Linked DNA regions of Mus musculus: region 1 is linked to region 2. A link is a contact called in public promoter capture Hi-C data. All regions are on one chromosome and are shown on one strand. Each heading gives the region's core, a stretch centred on a gene start, on an enhancer-like site or on the middle of the called end of the contact. The rest is flanking DNA. Distances are from core to core; before and after follow the strand shown. Region 1 holds the start of D930007P13Rik (Riken cDNA D930007P13 gene). Region 2 holds the start of Krt18 (keratin 18).

Region 1 (5,203 bases), core at 1,990-4,489, 1.1 Mb after region 2:
GCCCAAGCCATTCATTTATTAAAGCTCCTATTCGATAAGCAAGGAATAAGCACCTGCTGAGTGAAGGATGCCAGGCACTGGAGAATAAAACTATGAATGACTGGGGGGACTGGAGAGATGGCTCGGCAGACAGGAGAACTGGATGCTCTTTTAGAGAACCTCCGTTGGTTCCCAGTACCCACATGGTAGCTCATGATGATGTTACGTCAGTCCCAGAGGAGCCTATACTTTCTTCTTCTAGCCGACATGGGTACCAGACATGAACATGGCACACAGACATACACATTAAATAAATAGACAGATACCTGTGGATGCCTAGGTCTGGGTGGCCAGGCTGAGAGAACAAGTTTATTCTCACCTAGTTGTCTAAGCCCAGCTCCACAGAACAGGGCCTTATTTAACTGAAGACTCTCTCATCCCTGAGGCTGATAAGATTCATCCTTTGGATCAAAAAGCAGACATCATTAGGAACAGTAAGATGGGGGGCAGGGGGTCTGAGCAAAAGGTGGAAACTCCTGAATGTGCCCTACCATTCCAGGGGCACACTCAAGCTTGTGTTCCCCACCCCCAATGTTGAGAGGGACCCAGGAACTTAGGCATGCTAGACAAGAACTCTATCATTGAGCTATACCCCTTTGGCCTCTTTATTAGGGCCCCCTCCAGGATGCCACTCTGGCTTCCCACATCTCCTAGAGATAACATCGTGTCAGTCTCTCCCAGCCCCCTTTAACCCAGAGACTGAAACAGTGGAGACAGGCTCCGCCTAACAGAGTAAGCACAGGACAGGGGACCAGTAGGAACTGGTTGAGACTGGTTGAAGGACCGGGAGAAAAGTAAGGAACACACAGACTCAGGGGTTGGGTGAGAGTGATTGCTGCATGCAGAATGGGACCAGCAAGGGGGGGGGGGGGGGATCAGTTAGGAGTCTGCAGCAGTCAACAACATAGATGAACAAAACTAGCTTTGCCTGAAATTCTTCAAGTGGAGAGAGTGAAGTCCGTAGCTCAGAATTATGTTACATTTTGATAATAGGGCTGAATCATGTGAATACATACTGGCCTGGGTATTAAGAACTCAGGAGAAAGGAAGAAGATGACTGGCTGTTGGGTTCATTCAGGGCCTGAGCCACCTGACAGGATCAGCAATCTAAAGATCTTGGGACTGGTTCTAGAAGATCTGGTCAGAGTAAGGTTTGTAGGACAAAAAGGATCTAGGGTAGAGAGGAGAGACCACACTGGGAAGTCACCAAGAATGAAAGCAAAGAACTGAAGACACTTTAGTGAAAGTTTCTGAGGAGTGAGAATATCTCCTGCCTCTGTTGTCTCCTTCGAGCCTCTGTCTCATGGGTGTAGCCTTGTGCTCAGTAGCCCTCTGCTGCCTGTGACAGTGCAGGTACACAAGGAACATTCAGTTCTGCTCTAGGGGCCTTGGTCGCTTGCTGGCAGGAGTCCCCAAGCAAACTGTTTCTCAAGGCCTCAGTTTCCCTATTGGCAAAGCTTTAAAGAGGAGGCAGGATTTCAGACCCTATTGATCTGTTTTTCCTGGTCTAGAAGGCTGAGCATCTGGAATCTTGCAGGCCCTGGTCAACAGTGAGTGGCACAAAGTGCCCAGAGTGGCTGTTGTGCAGAGTTCCCAGGGGAATGAAGCCAGGACCATATAGAAAACGACCAATGAGGGCTGCTCAGAATGAGGAATGGCCAAGTCAAGAGTCCTCATCCCACATCTCTCCCCCAAATCCTCCTCAGCAGTTTTTTTTTTTTTTCCATTCTGTTGCAATATTGAAGTATCTGTGCTCTTGTCTTTGGACCCCTGAAGGATCACACCCAGTATCACTGAGGACTCCTAAATCTCTATCGCCAGCCTAGTCTTCACAGGAAACTAAGACCCATGAGCCTCCTCTACTTGGATCTTTAGCAGGCATCTCACACTAAATGTGTCCAAAGCATGTCTCCTGATGCCAGCTCCTTGGTATTCCATGATACCAGGTAATGACAAGTTCCATGTTCTGGTCACTGGTAGGAAACAAAACAACACAAAAACCTCTTAGTTTTTCCTTGATGATGCTGCTTCCACGGTTCCCATCTGACTCACCGCAACCACCCCCCACCCCCACCCCGAGCTGACTCTGCAACATTCATCCAGGCCCCACTCTCTCCTTGCTGCTACAGTGCACTCTTGGACGTCCTTGTTTCCCACTGCATTCTCAACATGACAGCATTGAGTAGTCAAGGGGAGTATGCATATCACTCTCAGGCCCTGACTCTCCAATGGCTCCCTGTCCATTCAGAGTGGAAGTGCAAGTTTAGCTGTGACTCATTAGTCCCCACATGATCGTGATTAGCTTTCTGTGACCTCTTAGAAGCCACAGCTCATTCCCTTCCTTATTTTCCCTGCTCCAGCCATACCGGCCTCAATGCCATTCCTCCAGCATGCCAGACTGCTCGCAGGAGGGTTTCCCCTTGCTGTTTGTCTGCCAGGAAAGATCTTCCCTAAATCTGCCTGGGTCGTCAGCATATGGTAAATGCCAGGTTCCATATGTTGGGGGGCAGAACACAGATATGCAAGGGAGGGAACGGGAAGATGAAACAGGGGAGTCGGGTACCACACAAGACATGAAATGGCTTGTCTTGCTTTCTGTCTTCCTGGGATTCTGTCTTCAGAAGATCAGGGATCTCGGGGTGGGGCTGCTCTTGGTTCTTCAGCAAGTGGCCCCTTTCATACTAACCTCAGGGCTGATGGACCCACATCTATCAATCTCAGGACTTCTGGACAGGAGCCGTCTGATGGTCCTGAATGAACAGGCCGGTCCTTTCTATGCTGAAAGGATACAGAGAAGAAGCCACCTCTTCCAACCATGCACTTGTTACCACCACCTTCTGCCTCTCCTTCAAGCCTCTTACTCTGGTGCTAGGATGTAGGCTTGAAGAGGAAAGGGAAGGGCTCAAGGTAAAGGGCACAGGAGGCCTAAGAGAGTAAACTGAGGCAGAGAGAAACACAAGCTGTGCAGAGCCAGTGACCCAGAGATAGAGCGGAATTGCACAGGCCAAAAGGGGTCCAGGTCAGAGGTGGATGCAGCCAGCAGGTGAAAAGCAGCAATGCACTGAGGGCTGGGCGCTCTGTCCAAAGGATTAAGGTAGGTAGGCTTTGGAAGTAAGGAGCCCAGGACAGCTCCGAAGAGGAACAGGCGGGGCGGCGCGGGCAGCAGGACCACACGCTGCCGGGCTGCGCGGGCGGAGGCAGACTGAGGCGGGCGGAGGCGGCGGGCTCAGCGGAGCGGGCGGGCGCCGGGAGCGGGCTCGTAAAAGCCGCGCGGCGCGGGGAAATTGCCGCCAGAATCGCTGAGCTCCACAAAACGCCGCCCGCGCAGCCCGCCGCCGCGCCCGCTCCAATCTCCAGCCTCATCGGCGCGCGGGCTGGTTATGCATTTAAATGTTATTTAATTGGATTGCGGAGGAGCTGGGGGCCAGAGTGCCCCCGCCTCCGCCCCGCACGCGCTGCACGTCTGTTTTCCGAGTCACAGATTGCCACGCACCCCCTCCTGCCCAATCCTTTGCCTCCGACGCTTCTCTCCCTCCCTTCTGAACCCGGCCAGAGGACACTCAGAAAGACATCAGCCTATGAAGACTGAAAACTAAGAGGCTACGCACGAACACACACACACACATCCTGAAGACGCACAAAGACATAGCAGCAGCAAAAATTGGCTACACTCACTTATACCAGTGTCCATCTGGAAGATTAAGAATGGCAAACAAATATGGTCCCTAGAACCACAGAAGTACACAAATGTGTATTAACACACTCATGCTGCAAGACAAAACATCACCTGACCTCTCCCGGGGTAATGACACTCACAAAGCGACACTGCCAAGCATGGGCAGAAAGGATGCCAAAGCATGACCCTCATAGGGTAAGGCAGAGACCCTCCCCAAAGCTGAGTAAGAAGGGAAGCCTGTGTTCACTCTTACACTCAGCCAGACCACCACCTATTTGCTTTGCCTATTCAGGGTTGGAAAACAAAACCTTTTGTTCAGCGACATACTGTCCTCCCAAACCACAGCACAGGAAGCTTCAAGAGGCAACTGCATTTGTAAGGATGTTTTTTAAACCGAACAAAGAAAGAAAATTGAGTCCCAATTACAACAAGCGGGATAGCAGATAGACACCAGGAGGGCCTTCCTGAGAGGATAGAAACTGGAATCCCAAGAGGTGAGGTTGGCCATGTGTGTGAGGTGGGGAGCTAGCTAAGAAGTCAGCACCGTGGAGGTTAGGGTCAAGGGTTAAGGTTAGGGAGGAGAGCACGTCCTGCATAGGCAGTTCTCCACAGGCTCCCAGCCAGCAACAGTTAACTGTTGACCTGAGATGATCAGGATTACGCCACTTCAATTAATGAAAATGGAAATGGCAACCTGGCTTGGCACAGGTCCCCGCAGAGGACCATTCTGGGCTCTCCGCCATCCCTTCTGCGAGCAGGGCCCGGAGACTTGAGGATCTGAGCGGGGCTGTGGGGACAGAAGAACAGGCAAAATGTACGGGGGGGTGGGGGTGGGGGAGATTCTATTGCAGCTGACCTGCTTGCATTGTATCTGAGAGCATGAGGGCCCAATCAGAGAAGAGAAAGTATCCTCACACACAGGCTAATTCAACCTTGTCTGCTAAAGTGTAGGTTCAGGCAGGCTGACAATCAGGCTTCTGAAAAGAAAAGCAATTGGTTTCCCCCTAAGCAACTTATTTCTGCATCATCTGATGGCCATTGCTGGGCAGTCGATCCATGTGTCTAACCTCAATGTCTCATGCTCCAGTTGAATTTACTTCTCTGGGGAAATATCGGAGGGAAGGAGAGGGACTGGCATTCTAAATAGGAACACTAGGAGAGCTGAAAGTTGGTTTGAGATAGGCCACAAGCTCTAATCTCTATTCTTTTTCCCACTCTGCTACTAGCTCTTGGCCTCAACTATGACCAAGCTGCCTTTCCAGTACCATTTGTTGTTGTTGTTGTTGTTTGTTTGCTTGTTTGTTTTTAAGATTTATTTATTTAGCCGGGCAGTGGTGGCGCACGCCTTTGATCCCAGCAGTTGGGAGGCAGAGGCAGGTGGATTTCTGAGTTCGAGGCCAGCCTGGTCGACAGAGTGAGTTCCAGGAGAGCCAAGATCTACACAGAGATACCCTGTCTTGAAAAACAAACAAAAACAAACAAAAAAAA
Region 2 (5,150 bases), core at 1,828-4,327:
GGGGGGAGTAGCCTGACTGATAACAATCTCTGGACCAACTGACTCCAGACCCTCACAATCCTCTCTAATCCTCTAATCTCCCACTATCTAGTTTGCACGGAGCATGGCTGTAGCTCCTGGTAGGAGAGTGCATATCAGAGTGGGAGAGGAGGCCTGAGGGGAGGGAGCCGCAGCCCACCCCTGTGTCGCCCGTTGAGCTTTCTCCTAGTTAAACCTGCAGTGCAAGTTCCCTCCCCTTCTGCGGGATGAGGGAATGCAGGGCCTGGGGGAAGGTCCACTTCCTTCTTCCCCCAACCCCAGACATTCCCCCCAGTCCACTCCTCACCCCACGGTTCAACCTCCTCTTTTCTGGTCTTTGTTCTGAAAGCTCCTTGGCTGGCCGCCTCGCTCTTCCCTTCCCCCCAACCCCCATCCCCCGGCCTGGCTTTGCTACTGCTCCATCCCCTTCTTCACCTGGCCACCCACAGCCCCGAGGCCCAGCCCCGGGGATCTTGGATCGAAACTATTCCCTCACGCCACTCTCCCCAACCCTTCTAAAGCCTGTCAGGCCGAGCTTTAAGGCCCGATTCCAGAAAAATCAGGTACTGCTGGGAAAAGGGCAAGCTGGCACCGGACTCTGGAGGTCGGTATTTGCTCGGATGCCGCAAGAGGTCAGGAATGCGACCATCTACGTTAGCTGTGAGATAAGGAGATACTGCAGCTCTTCGGCCACACAGCAAACCTTCCCACCACAGACGGACCAGCACTGCAGGGGTGTGGCAGGATCAAAGCAGGATCTACCCAGGGGCTTAAAGAAGAATTCTAGGGTCTTCTAGTCATTACTGAAAGAACTGAAAGTCCACCAGTGGTTGGCGGTGACTTGAAGCTTCCTTCCCGTCCCCTCCTGACGGAGGCCTCACTCTGCAATAAGTAACTCCTATTTCTTCAGCAGTGAGTGCTGTATTAACATTCCCGTGCACTGCCTCCTAGAAGATAGACAAACGATTCTTTTTTTTTTTTCTTCTACCCATAGAAGTGAAAAACAAAACGGAAGTTCAGTTTAGTGACTTTCTGAAGTCACCCAACCAGCAAAGTATCCAAGTTGGATAACAAACGTAAAGCTTAAAAACAGCGAAAAGTTGCCCATCGGTACACTTCATTGTATAGTTCTATAAAATAGAGCAATTGTGGAACTCGGGTGGGGGGGGTGGGGGGGGGAGAGTTTGTAAAATTGAAAGCCTGGGATCTCCAAACACACCCCCTCCCCAGGAGCTTTTAGGCAAAGCCAGTGGGCATTTGTTTGTATGTTATTTTGCATTCCATTTGCCTGGCTGTCTCTGGCAACACCCAGGCTCCCCAGCCAAGTCCCACGGAGTCGCTGAGGTTTTCCGGTCCAGAAGGAGGCAGGCTTCGAACAATCCATCACACCCAGCATGCATCAGCCCTGTGTTTGCTTCCCTCTAGTCTGATCTGCTGACCTAGGTTCTTCGTAGCCCCTCCCCCTCCCCCTTGCTCTTCTGATTTTACTTTTCTGTGTGCTCGCACTCACACAGTCAGTTCAGCTGGCCGCTCGCTCGATAAGGATCAATAGGTCCACTCCAGAGCAAAGAGCATGGCCACAGGTATAGCAAACACCAAGTCCTGCCGGAAAAACGGGCTCCTGGTGCTGACCGATTCCAACCTCAGGGTTTCTCCCTCCTCATTCAGCAGGAGTGGTCATCCAGCTGGCGAGGAGGGGGTGCGGGGGTGCAGAGGGGCTCTTTCCCCCAGAAAACAAGCTGGAAAGCCAGAAAGCATTATAAAAATTGACCAGGAAGGACCGAAGAAAAGGCCCGGGGAGCAGGAGAAGGGGACAGATGCAAGGGGGTGGCAGAGGTTGAGGTGGGGGATGGAGAGGCAGGCAATCTGGTTCAAACTTAGCTGTTTCTACATATCTGGTCTATGGACTCAGACCCCAACCTGTCCAGACACAGTATAATCTACAGGAAGGACAGTGGTTCTCTCTTCCTTGCTGTTCCCATAGCTACTAGAAGGTGTCTAGCAAATACTGGTTAAATCTATGTGCTCTTGGGTTGGCTGTGTTCTCAGCTGGTAAAGTGGTCTGCCTGAGGAGTATGAGGCCTTGGGTTTGGTCCTCAGCACCCTGTAACCTGAAAGTGATGGAGTCTCATGCCTGGGATCCCAGCACTTCAAAAGTGGGACGGGAAGATCAGGAGTTGAAGGCCATCCTCAGCTACATGGAAAGTTCAAGACCAGCCCGAGCTACATGAGACCCTGTCTCAAAAAAGAAGGAGGAGGAGGAGGAGGAGGAGGAGGTAAATGGTAGGTGTCCAGACATAGGGATACCTCTTCTACATAATCACAAAGGCCCCGATAAAGCCTCCAGGGAATGAGTTGAATGAGGACATGTGTACCCACGCGTTTGAGGATATGTATTTCCACGGTTCCCTATGGAGCCACAGCAGTGTCTTGGAACCATGGGGCCGGAGCAGAAAAACCAAGAGACCTGCCCTCAGGTTCGTGTTTCTCTTCTTTTTGAGCTCCCAATTTTCTTTCCCCAGGATTCCTGGGGTTCTAGGACTGCCCCCAGACTTAAGCTGGCGACATGCCACAAAATCTTCACCCTAGTGAACCCCTCTTCTGTCTGTGTAAATGGAGTTTGTTTGTTTGTTTGTTTGTTTGTTTGTTTTCGAGATAAGGTTTCTCTGTGTAGCCCTGGCTGTCCTGGAACTCACTCTGTAGCCCAGGCTGGCCTCGAACTCAGAAATTCGCCTGCCTCTGCCTCCCAAGTGCTGGGATAAAGGCGTGCGCCACCACGCCCGGAATAAACGGATATTTAAAACGCCATTTTTTGCCCTGAAAACAGACACTCAGGGGCTAACACCACCTGCTATCCTTTGTGCACCCCTTAGTTATCCACTCCCTGTGTCGGTGAGGATGGCAGGTATGCTGAGGGCGTGTGCAGAAGTGGAGAAGGGCTGCGACCTGTTAGGTCACAGGAATCCCGATCCTGGCGCCCCCGGCTCCGGTGGCTGGGGCGTGGCCTGCTGGGGGAGGTCCCTACCTCCTCCCGCGGCGATATAACAACAGGTCGAGGACTGCCACCCTCCGCGGCGGAACTCCTGTTCTGGTCTCTCGCTTCGCTCTCCTCTCCAGACAAGATGAGCTTCACAACTCGCTCCACCACCTTCTCCACCAACTACCGGTCCCTGGGCTCTGTGCGAACTCCCAGCCAGCGGGTCCGGCCTGCCAGCAGCGCAGCCAGCGTCTATGCAGGTGCTGGGGGCTCCGGGTCCCGGATATCCGTGTCCCGCTCTGTCTGGGGTGGCTCTGTGGGGTCCGCAGGCCTGGCGGGAATGGGTGGAATCCAGACCGAGAAGGAGACCATGCAAGACCTGAACGATCGCCTGGCCAGCTACCTAGACAAGGTGAAGAGCCTGGAAACTGAGAACAGGAGACTGGAGAGCAAAATCCGGGAACATCTGGAGAAGAAGGGGCCCCAGGGCGTCAGAGACTGGGGCCACTACTTCAAGATCATCGAAGACCTGAGGGCTCAGGTAAGGGGCCTAAGGGGGGAGGGGCAGTAGCTCCGGGCTGTTCTGTCTATCCAGTGTGCCCACACCCCCAAACTTGAATAGAGTGTGGGCTGTTGACTCCCTCCACTCTTTCCACATTCACCACATCCCCCCACACACACTCTATGGGACGGAGTTAGGAATACTCTGGACTCTCACCCACAACCTGTAGGAATTCCAAGCGTAGTGGTTACACACGCGAGCCGGCTTCCCCCAAGCAGTGTAGTGGGAAGAGAACAGGATTGGAAAAAAAATAAAATAAAAAGGTGTGTGTGGGGGAATCATAAAATGAACTCAGACACTCACTTCTTTTCCAGTAGGAACAGTTAGAGGGTTAAGCGGATGTGGCTAAGGCTGAGTCATCTAGGAGTAAACAGGAGCTTACCTGTAGGAGGGGCCAGCGGGACAAGTGGGGGGGGGGGGCGCGTCCCAGGACGGGGGGGGGGGGGGGGGTTAGCAGGTGCACCTGGAGAAGATGCCAGGAGAGGATCAGAGAAATCTTGTTGGAAGCTGCTCTTTTGTAAGCAATCCAGATAGTGCAGGCCCTGGCAGAGGGGCAAGGAATCCAGGAAGGGAGAGGAGGCTCAGGTGGGAAGGGAAGACAGAAATACACGCCTCTGACTGTTCCTGGGACTGGGATGGATTCACTGAAACACAAGACGTGTTTTCTCATCCCCCACTTCTCCACACACACACACACACACACACACACACACACACCCTCATGTGACCCGGAACTCTCAAAGCGACTCTCTCCACTTTAATCCACCCAGATCTTTGCGAATTCTGTGGACAATGCCCGCATCGTCTTGCAGATCGACAATGCCCGCCTTGCCGCCGATGACTTTAGAGTCAAGTAAGTCCGGGGCTGCAGCTGGAGCTAAGAATGGCCTACTCCCAGAACTGTATTAGAGTAGGGTTCCTTCCTTTCCGAAGTTTATTCAGGTTAGGGTTCATTGACTACTGAGTTAGCTCTTCATCTGTGCAGCCCAGTTTAAGCAAACGCTCCAAGGCCAAGAATCGTGCTAAGGGAATGACTCCGTGACTGTTTATGGTGGGCACGGGGCTAGTCTATGGAGGTGGCACTGGTTGAGAAGGTTCAGGCCCTCTGATCACCTCCACTCCTTCAGGTATGAGACAGAACTAGCCATGCGCCAGTCTGTGGAGAGCGACATCCATGGACTCCGCAAGGTGGTAGATGACACCAACATCACAAGGCTGCAGCTGGAGACAGAAATCGAGGCACTCAAGGAAGAACTTCTGTTCATGAAGAAGAATCATGAAGAGGTAAGCCGGGCCACTGACCAGGCCTAGGAGCTAAGGGCCAAGACTAGGCGGGCCAGGCTGCCCCCAAAGCAGCCTAGCATGGAAGCAGAAGCCCCGGCTGTTAGCCTGTTTTGATTAAGAGCAGAGCCATTGGCTCACACATGTTCTATGGCTCACCTAAGTTACACTATTGAGAGTCAAGATAACATTAAGCCAGTTAAGGCCTGGCTTGTGCATCACTACCTCCTGGAAAGCTGAGACAGGAGGATTGAGTTCAATGCCATCCTGTCTTAGTCTAGTAAAACAGAGATTGTGTGAGTAAGACCCTGA

Evidence for each region. Promoter capture Hi-C pulls out the DNA fragments that hold promoters and counts their contacts.
Region 1: a contact with region 2 is called in a promoter capture Hi-C map of pre-B cells, with 5 times the contacts expected there. The contact joins the promoter of D930007P13Rik here to the promoter of Krt18 in region 2. A contact is called at or near these places in 2 of 39 promoter capture datasets (liver and pre-B cells).

The regions. Positions count from the first base shown.
Region 1 is chr15:103,143,589-103,148,791 of GRCm38.p6, forward strand. D930007P13Rik (Riken cDNA D930007P13 gene) reads right to left here and starts at 3,240. Exons shown (of 7, transcript NR_045743.1): 1 at 2,726-3,240; 2 at 1,927-2,012; 3 at 359-440.
Region 2 is chr15:102,025,139-102,030,288 of GRCm38.p6, forward strand. Krt18 (keratin 18) reads left to right here and starts at 3,078. Exons shown (of 7, transcript NM_010664.2): 1 at 3,078-3,536; 2 at 4,328-4,410; 3 at 4,685-4,841. The coding sequence starts at 3,141.